Linked DNA regions of Danio rerio: region 2 is linked to region 1. A link is a contact called in public Hi-C data. All regions are on one chromosome and are shown on one strand. The core of a region is the stretch at or near the end of the contact, and the rest is flanking DNA. Distances in the headings are between cores, read along the strand shown.

Region 1 (4,947 bases), core at 808-3,307:
ATACTTTATGTTGCTATATTGTGCAGCATCTGATGCTGTTTCAACTTAGTGTAAATATCATCTCTTGCTTAATAAAGCACGTCCTGTGCTGCAAAATTCAATTTGCTGCAATCTGACTTTGAGGAGGGATGAATGTTCAGAAATTTAGAGAGGCATGTGATGCAATTCAACCATTATATCCCTATTGTCTATTTTATATGTCTATGTGTTTAACCCTTTGAGCACATGTAGATTTCTAAGAGTTGACAGAGCATTATTTTTTTTTAAGGCGATTAAATTATTGGTGGGAACATTTCGGTAATTGCTGGATATTAGCGGGGACACGTCCCCTCTGACCATGCCAATTCTACACCCTTGCTGACATGCACTTTCCCTTTGGGGTCTAAATTAAACTAAAACTAAACTACACATAACATGTTTATATTGATTTTACACGGAATGTTTTTCTTGACCCTAAATTACAATATTTTTATTTGATATTACAAATATTAACATTTTACTCAAACCCCCCATTAATAAAGTCAGTAATCTCTTAATTTAAAAAAGTTGTCCACAGGTAAAACCAAAGTACAACTAAGCTGAAACATTACTGAATGTTGTAAAAATATTTTTAATCACCTCACACCTTTTGCATTGTATTTTAAAATAAATCAATCTAAAGTAACCTTAAAGACAAAACAAAAAAACTAGACAATATCAGAAACTGACCCCGAGACCAATGTGGATGTTCGCCAGCTCTCCGATCATAATCCGAGACACAGAGCACACTGGACTGTAGCACAGATAACCCAGAATCTGGCACAGTACGGGCCATTTACTCTTTGGGTTTGAGTTGACCATGACAATCGTCAAACCTTCGTCCTGAGATATGGTCAGAGGCATGTTGTAGACAGGTGTGATGAACTTCCCACAGGTAACAACCGCCGAATCTCCCGTTTCTTTACTGCAAGAAACAATTTTAAGTACAACAAATGGTCATTTTTGCAGCAGGGCCATCTCTGTATATTTATTATACCAGAAGAAAACAGTAACACTTTCAAAAAGAATCAAAGTTAAGCATTTTAACTATTATGATAGCATGTAAATCCCATATTAACTAATTTAATTGATTATTAAAATCATAATTGCAGAATTAAACGATTTAGTTCACCCAAGAATTAATATTCACTCGTTATTTACTCACTCTCAAGTAGTTCCAAACTTTTATTAGTTTCTGTTGAAACACAAATGAAGATATTTTGAAGAATGTTGTAAATCAATAGCCATTCACATCGATAGTAGGAAACAACATTCAGACCCTTAGCCAGCATTTTAAAAGGAGTGGCTACATTTTTGTCAAAGAGCTTTTCATACAATTTAATGTTTAAAAAAATGTGTTTATTTACAAATGTGCATTTAAAATGTAAAAATAATGTATTAAGATTAGAATTTTAAATTAAACCTTTTGAATAAAGAAAAATAATATTTTTTTTAATTGCTAATTTATTATCATCCATCATTAAAAAAAACTATTAGGAATCTGTTGTAAACTTTTTAAATTCAAAAGCCTCTAGGCAAACAACAAACTGGCCAGCTCATTTCCTTACTCCGAATTTGTCCATTTAAATAATAATTAATAATTACATTTGTCTTAAAGCTTTCTTCTATCGGTTATTTTCAACAATTTATAATGACATACTGTCAAAAATCTGACAAATGAGCTCACGAATGGGCCAAATCTGGACTTTTTCTGACATTTCCCAGACTTCAAAATATCTTCTTTTGTGTTCAACAGAAGTGTAAATTATGACAGTTTTTTATTTTAGGCTGAACTACCCCTTTAACATTTGAAATCTCCGTAACTTCCTATGAATTTTATAGAAAGTTTGTGCAACAGTCCTAATGTATTATTTATGAACCACAGGTTTTTTCATCACTCTTAACATCGTTGTCCTATTTTGCTCAGTTTTGTGAAAAATGTAGTTTATCATCTTTAAAACAAAGTGTTAGGTTAAACTCACCTTTTATGGCACGTCTGTATGGCACGTCTCAGTCGGTCCACAGTGAATATGACATGACTCTGCTTTTGTTTTATTGCCTATTTTTTGAAGGAGTGGTCTCAGTTTTTCCCAGCAATAGATTCTTTGTAAATATAAATAGACGAGGGGTCAAATGTCCACGACCTGAATTGCTGTTTTGTGTGCTGAACGCAACTTTTATCATCACAGCACAATATTAAGAGTAATTCTTCAACTACAGGCACTTTTATTTCCTTTGATCATACATCCAAAAATATATAGAATTTTGTTCAAAATCCTCTTTCTTAGTCAAACTAACTATAATAAACCTACTTTAAAATAAATTACCTTTCTATTATATTTTCCCATATTATTCAACGTCCTTTTAGGGCTCAAAATCACTGTTTTCACCTTGCCGCACACCCAGAGTTTTAAACTTCAACAATGAAAATAACATTTTAAAATATTATCTGGTATCTATTAATGTATCTTAATTAAGCACTAGTGAAATAATTTAAATATTTTATAATTATTAATGTGAGACTGTTATCAATATAACTTTTTATAGAAAATATAGCTGTCGCACAGTATCAGTGTCATTTCCACCACAACACTGTCGTGTTGCTTTAGAAAGTTTGTGTGAAAGACTATTTCGGTGGTTTCCATGAAAGTGAATAGTGCCATCTGAGAACATCTTCAAGATGGAGGGAATTTAATTTTTTTATCAACAACACTTGAAGCAAAATCAAGATAAATATTGCTTGATAAGGAAAAAAAATATCTACATCATTTCCAAACAAGTTGTACATTCAAAAATGTTTTTATAAAACCAAACAAAATTAAGGTGAATAAGAGTGTTTTGTATACATGAAAGGTTAGTAGCAATACAAAGCTAATCGCTGAAGCTATTTTTTATTTTTTCACAATAAACTGTTGAAATGTCATTTCCTGCACTGTCATTCCCATCACCACACACATTTTTTAACAAATATTTTAAAAGTTCTCATCACACATTAAAAGTGTATTCCCAATGTATAAGTTCATGCTCTATTTAATAAACAAAGTCAGTTTATTTATTTTCTAATAAGCTCTTAACCAAAATAATATTTAATTTTAGAGTGTGACAGGTGTTCAATTCAGCATACAACTGATTTATTTCATTGACAAATGTATAATTATTATATATTGTGGAAAGATTGGTTAAACTAGATACAAAAATGATCTCAGACAATGTTGGACTACCATAATTTAATTCATTTTGAAAAAAAAAAAGTTGTATAATAAGATGTGGTGTAATTTGTTTAGTTCACGATGAAAAAATGTTCCTCTTCTTATCTACGTTTGTCCTCTTACAGATCTTAAAACTAGACATATTGTTTAAACTTATGAGGCTATGTTACGTTCATTTTGAACAAGTTTTAAAAGAAGGCTAAAAGTGCCCAAAGTTGAAGAATGGCTCTTAAATATTTTCTACAGCAGCGGTTCTCAAAGTTTTTTCATCAAGTACCACCTCAGAAAAAAATAATCTCTCCAAGTACCCCCAAAATGAGCAGCATTGAAATACAGTAGCGTAGTAGGCCCAGTAAAGCAGCTACAACTCTGCAAATTAAAAAAAAAATGTGGCAGATTACCTCAGAAATATAGGCTATATGTCATATATGGCATATTATATACATCTATTTTAATAAATTCTGAAATGTGTGTAGCATGTACATGGCATATTTCATTCCTCTGCGTACCACTAGAAGGAAGCCTGCGTACCACTAGTGTACACGTACCACAGTTTGAGAACCACTGATCTACAGTATGTACAGTACAATAAACATTTTGGAAATGTCGTTTTTGTGTATGTTTTCTGAACATTATAAAACAAGTAGCATATAAGCAACATTATACTGTTGGACATTTTATTGTTTCTTTGTGGTAACTTACTGCCAGCCACAAGTTACCTCAACTTACATGCAAATGTGTTTTACAGTAGCAGGGCCCTGTTGCAATTTCATTTTTGTTTTTAAAGAAAATAGCCTTAACGCAAATTCTTTATATGGTAAAATCCTCTTTACAGCATTTCAATTTTACAGTAGGACAATTTTTACGCTAGTTTTGTTGTAATTCATTTACATTTTACACTAGCAGTACAAAACCTTTATTTTTAGTATTTATTATCAGAGTTGGGTGTAATGTGTTTCACAGCATTAATGCGTTACTGTATTCTAATTACATTTTGGGGGAACACAACAATGTATCAGATCACTTTTTAAATTTGTGTAATCTGATTACAGTTCCTAAAGTCAGTGTAATTGCGTCTTATGTTACAATTACAGTTTTTAGAAGAAAAAAAAAGCTTATTTTATATCACATTTTCTAAGTCAATGTCAGGTAATAAGCATGCGCTTTTAAATTGCTGGAGAACGTGAGCTGAAATGGTTGCCGTCGTGAGTGGCTGCTTCTTTAAGTGAAAATGCAGATATCAGTTTGATTTCATGGAATGATAAAACAAAAACATGTTAAATGCTGTCTATGTCCACTCTCTAAAGAACTTTTAACTTGACCAGTAACTTGTTCAAGCACTTAAACAGAAAGCATTCTAGGAAAATACTCACCAAGGAGGACACCGGCGCCCAAAACTCGGCGGCCCAACTCAGCCTAAACAGGTTAAATTGGATTTTTGTGCAGGATCAGGAGTGAAGATATTTTCTGAATGTGAAGTGAAGTGTAGCTGCTTATGGGGCTGTTCACATATTGCGCGTGCTCGCATTTTACAGGCGCACCAGTTAAAAACCGCGACCGGTTAGCTTGATATTTTAAAACGTAAGTATTTTACGTTTTGCCAATTTAGTGGCTAATTCATACGAATTCGCACGAGTTCAGTCGTATGAAATTGTACGATTTTATAAAGGAGGCGTGGCACCTAACCCCACCCCTAAACTCAACTGTCATTGGAGGATGA
Region 2 (4,947 bases), core at 1,104-3,603, 140 kb after region 1:
GTATTATGTGATTGGTGTTTTGTATATTTGCAATTTCTATTAAAATATACGAACTCAGAATTTATATGCACACTCTTAAAAAACAAATGGTACAATGTTGTACAAAGGAAGGTACAAACCCTTGTCACTGGGGCAGTACCTTTTTATGGAACAGAACAAAGAAACGATTTCTTACCAATGCAGTTTGTACCTTTTTAAAGACTTTATTTGTACCATGTGAAATCAAATCCCTTTAGTTTTTAAAACCTGCAGATACAATATTATGCCTTCATCAAAGGTACAAATCTGATCCATATCTTTACATTGACGAGACATTGCATTTTAACAGTGTCAAATGTGTTCCCTCAAGAACTATTCTTGCCTTATTCAAAATGCTTCAATTTATTTTCAGCAAATATAAAACGCATACATTTTTAAACAACATTTTTAAATATTTATTTTTGTGTAAATGCACCTTTTCCATTAACAATAAAGGATAAAAACATTTTAACAAATCAAACGATCTTTTTTTCTCCAATTTTTACAATACTTTTGTAATCAATGAAAAGTTAATCTACTTAATATTAAAAAAGAAATAGAGTTATGCAATAGTATTGTAATGAGATATGCACAATGTTTGATTAGTTTTAAAATACTAAAATGTCTGCATGAACACTTTGCATATTCAGGACTTTTACCAGCTCACGTGCATAGTGGAAAGCAAATTGATAGTGGATATTAAGAATGAAAATTTATCAGAAAACGCCGGGCAAATGTTTATTAAAAATGGCGAAAATGTTTAGTTTACAGTAGTTTTTGTTTTACCAGTTGTTTTGTATTATAGAACTTTATAGTTAATGTTTGAGTTTTTTTAAATGCTTTAAAATGATTCATGTTTTATTATGGAAATTATTCATAAAATCACTTTGCATTTCCAACAATTAAATACTTTTCATCGATAATAATGAAGTTGTCCAACACTCATGTACCTTTTTTTATGAGAACAATTGTGTACCTTCATTTTAAATGTACCAGAACATTATCATAAGACGACTTTTCTATACCATATAAGGTACAACTTTTGTAAAGGTACAAAACTGTTCTTTAAGGAACATTATTTTTACCACCGTGTACCTTTTTTTCCGAGAGTGCATCAAAGTATTATTGTGATTAGAAAAAATTTTATTAGATTTTTTGCTATTTTCATCTGTTACATTACATGGATGTTTCTGTAATGTTTATATCATAGTGCTAATATCTATATAAATATATTCACTGCTTTATTAATTTGTATTGTATTGTAAGACTTTATTTGTACCATGTGAAATCAAATCCCTTTAGTTTTTAAAACCTGCAGATACAATATTATGCCTTCATCAAAGGTACAAATCTGATCCATATCTTTACATTGACGAGACATTGCATTTTAACAGTGTCAAATGTGTTCCCTCTAGAACTATTCTTGCCTTATTCAAAATGCTTTAATTTATTTTCAGCAAATATAAAACGCATACATTTTTAAACGACGTTTAAAACAATGTTTGATTAGTTTTAAAATACTAAAATGTCTGCATGAACACTTTGCATATTCAGGACTTTTACCAGCTCACGTGCATAGTGGAAAGCAAATTGATAGTGGATATTAAGAATGAAAATTTATCAGAAAACGCCGGGCAAATGTTTATTAAAAATGGCGAAAATGTTTAGTTTACAGTAGTTTTTGTTTTACCAGTTGTTTTGTATTATAGAACTTTATAGTTAGTGTTTGAGTTTTTTTAAACATGCTTTAAAATGATTCATGTTTTATTATGGAAATTATTCATAAAATCACTTTGCATTTCCAACAACAATTCTTTTTATCGATAATAATGAAGTTGTCCAACACTCATGTACCTTTTTTATGAGAACAATTGTGTACCTTCATTTTAAATGTACCAGAACATTATCATAAGACGACTTTTCTATACCATATAAGGTACAACTTTTGTAAAGGTACAAAACTGTTCTTTAAGGAACATTATTTGTACCACCGTGTACCTTTTTTCTGAGAGTGCATCAAAGTATTATTGTGATTAGAAAAAATTAGATTAGATTTTTTGCTATTTTTATCTGTTACATTACATGGATGTTTCTGTAATGTTTATATTATAGTGCTAATATCTATATAAATATATTCATTGCTTTATTATTTTGTAGTTCCTAGGTGTATAGGTTATATTTCAAAAGATGTCCGCATTGTCAATGAGCATCACTCCAGATTTCCTGCTTTTGATCTTCATGACTGACCCTCCCCCTCCTCGCACACACACACTCACTCGCTCAGACTCACACTCAGGGTGCTTTACGTTGAGTGTAAATGCTTGTGTGAGCTGGGAATATGAGTCAGGTGAGTATGAGCTCATCTCTTTTTCCTCTGCTGTGAGGTAATGGATCTCTCGTTCTCCTCTGCGAGCAGCTGATGATTCACATTCTCACTGACACAAGAAGCCACGCCCTCAGGTGATCTCACTGGACCAAATGAAAAGCAAAACAAGAATAACTAACTAAATAAATGAATGAATAAATAAATAAATAAATAAATAAATAAATAAATAAATAAATAAATAAATAAGTAAATAAATAAATAAATGCCCTCATGTTATTTCACATGGCCAAAAGCAAAATAAATTAGACTTAGATTAGATTTAACTTTCTTGTCATCACACACAAGGCAACAAAATGCAGTTTAGGTCTAACCAGGAGTCCAGAAAGTGCAGGATATTGCAAGATATATGTAACTATATATACATTATAAAGTGCAATTATTGAATAACTATGGTTATATTTACAGATGGATGTACTATGAATTTATATAATATATAAATGAATTAAATACAGGTTGTATAGCTATGAACAGAGATTCACAATAGATGAATATATGTACAGGTTACTATTAATAATCAGAGGTATGTAGATAGATATGAACATACTTACAAATGAAATATGTACAATTTTAGTTGTGCAAATATTAAATAGTGAAGTGTTTATGGGGAGTATAAGTTATGAGGAGAGTGTGAGGGTGTATGAGGGGGAGATTTAATATGTTTGATAACGTAGATTATTAAATAAAATAAACAAATAACTAATAATAACTAATAATAATAAAATGCAATCTCCATTGAAATGTTTTTTCCCCAAATATTTCAATATTTTAACATAAGTAATGTAAATAACAAATGTAATGTCTAATTGATTTGTATTTGCCATGATGACAATATATACTTCACTAGATAAGACATTGGATGAAATATTATTATTATTATTATTAAAAATAATAATATAATAATAATAATAATTTGTTACTGTCTAATAATATTGACCATAGCATTTTTAAAGAAATTACACACACACACACACACACACACACACACACACACACACACACAAATCGAGTAATATGTTTTTAAATCAAGAATATGTTGTATGATCGTGAGAAACCTTAATTTAAGTGTGTCCAACCCTTTTGTGTACAATAATGTAATTTGTGGTAAACACACACACAGGTGTTGGGGTCAGAGGATGCATTTTTTTCTTTCATTGAAGACAACTGCAATTCTGCTGTTGAATGTGGTTACGGTTATCTATCGCTATAACGGATGAAATGATTATCACCTATTCACAAATAATACATTGATACAATCACAGTAATGCAACATGAACTGAAACAAGTTCAGCTGCTTTTAAGCGTTCACTCACTCCCTCTGGCGGCTGCAAAGACGAACCGCACATTATTTCAGGAGATGTTTCGATCACCACATAAGACTGCAAACAATAGTAATTAATTTTCTAATTTAATTTAACGCGTATATTTAATTATTTTGACATAAAATGATTTTATGTTGAACGTCACATGATCAAACATAAAAAATATGAAACTTTCATTTTAATTTTTAAGACGTAAATACTAGTCAAATTAAGGGAAATAAAAGAAAAAACGTTCATGTCAACATGATAGACGTAGGTATGCTCATATTGATATTTCCTTTGAAAGCATTTTTGAAAACAGCTTCTTGACTAACAAAACACAAACAGAATTAGTTTTACAAACCTGTTTTACAGAAGTGTGCAATGAGGCTTAATGGAAACATGTTTTAGGCCAATTCGACTACTGGGAAATGTCAAACTGGTTGAGAAACAAAAGAATGTACAGTAGCCTATTTATTTATTGTTTGTAAAAACAGTGGAAGTGGAAGAATGTGCTTTCGAAATAATCTAACTGAGCCTCTTTCGTTGCGAATGTGCTTTTTAGTTTAGCACGTTAGTATGTTCAATGTTCTGCAAGTTTATAATTCCAAACCCAATCAGACACACCTGTGGATATTATTGGCACACCTGGGCTAGCTAATCAAGCTCTTACTAGGCTTTCTAGAAACATTCTTGCAGGTGTTTTAAGGCTAAAATCTGCAGGACATAGGCCCTCCAGGACTAAGTTTGGACACCCCTGTTCTAGACTAGCGCATTGGTTGCATGTTTTAGGACGTTGCTAACGGAATGTAGTAGCTACACTTGTGTTTTAATGTCACTATCATTTTTTTAACAGTTAGATAGATAGATAGATAGATAGATAGATAGATAGATAGATAGATAGATAGATAGATAGATAGATAGCACATCTGGAAGGTGACTTTGTAACACATTTTCATAACATTAATAACATTTTCATAACACTTTTCACAATGTGTTTATCACATTAGATTTTACAGTTAAACCAACTTGGCTGCGTTTGGAAGAATGTTTTATATATTTAGCTTTTGTAATTAAACTACTCTCTCTAGTGGCTGAATTTGTATTACACCCAAGTGCTGCAACTGTAGGCATGAGCCAGTATAAGATTCTGACGGTATGATAACCTTGGGTATAAATATCACGGTATTGTAATTACTGCTCTAAAATATATTCTTTTAAATGTCTGGGTAAAAAAAAACAACA

The links. A called contact is a pair of places that touch in the nucleus more often than the background predicts.
Region 2: a Hi-C map of embryo shows a contact between it and region 1, with 7 times the contacts expected there. The contact joins the enhancer-like site here to the promoter of tmem176l.2 in region 1. A contact is called at or near these places in 2 of 18 Hi-C or Micro-C datasets (embryo and hematopoietic stem cells).

Annotation. Positions count from the first base shown.
Region 1 is chr16:51,115,615-51,120,561 of GRCz12tu, forward strand. tmem176l.2 (transmembrane protein 176l.2) reads right to left here and starts at 2,058. Exons shown (of 7, transcript NM_001386366.1): 1 at 2,001-2,058; 2 at 709-943. The coding sequence starts at 882.
Region 2 is chr16:51,253,353-51,258,299 of GRCz12tu, forward strand. It overlaps a transcript of rab11al not described here. Among named protein-coding and RNA genes, the nearest start is that of mex3a, 14 kb to the left of the region's middle. Within about 2 kb of position 2,354, at least 11 of the 62 cell types and tissues checked have an H3K27ac peak or open chromatin away from gene starts, as enhancers often do.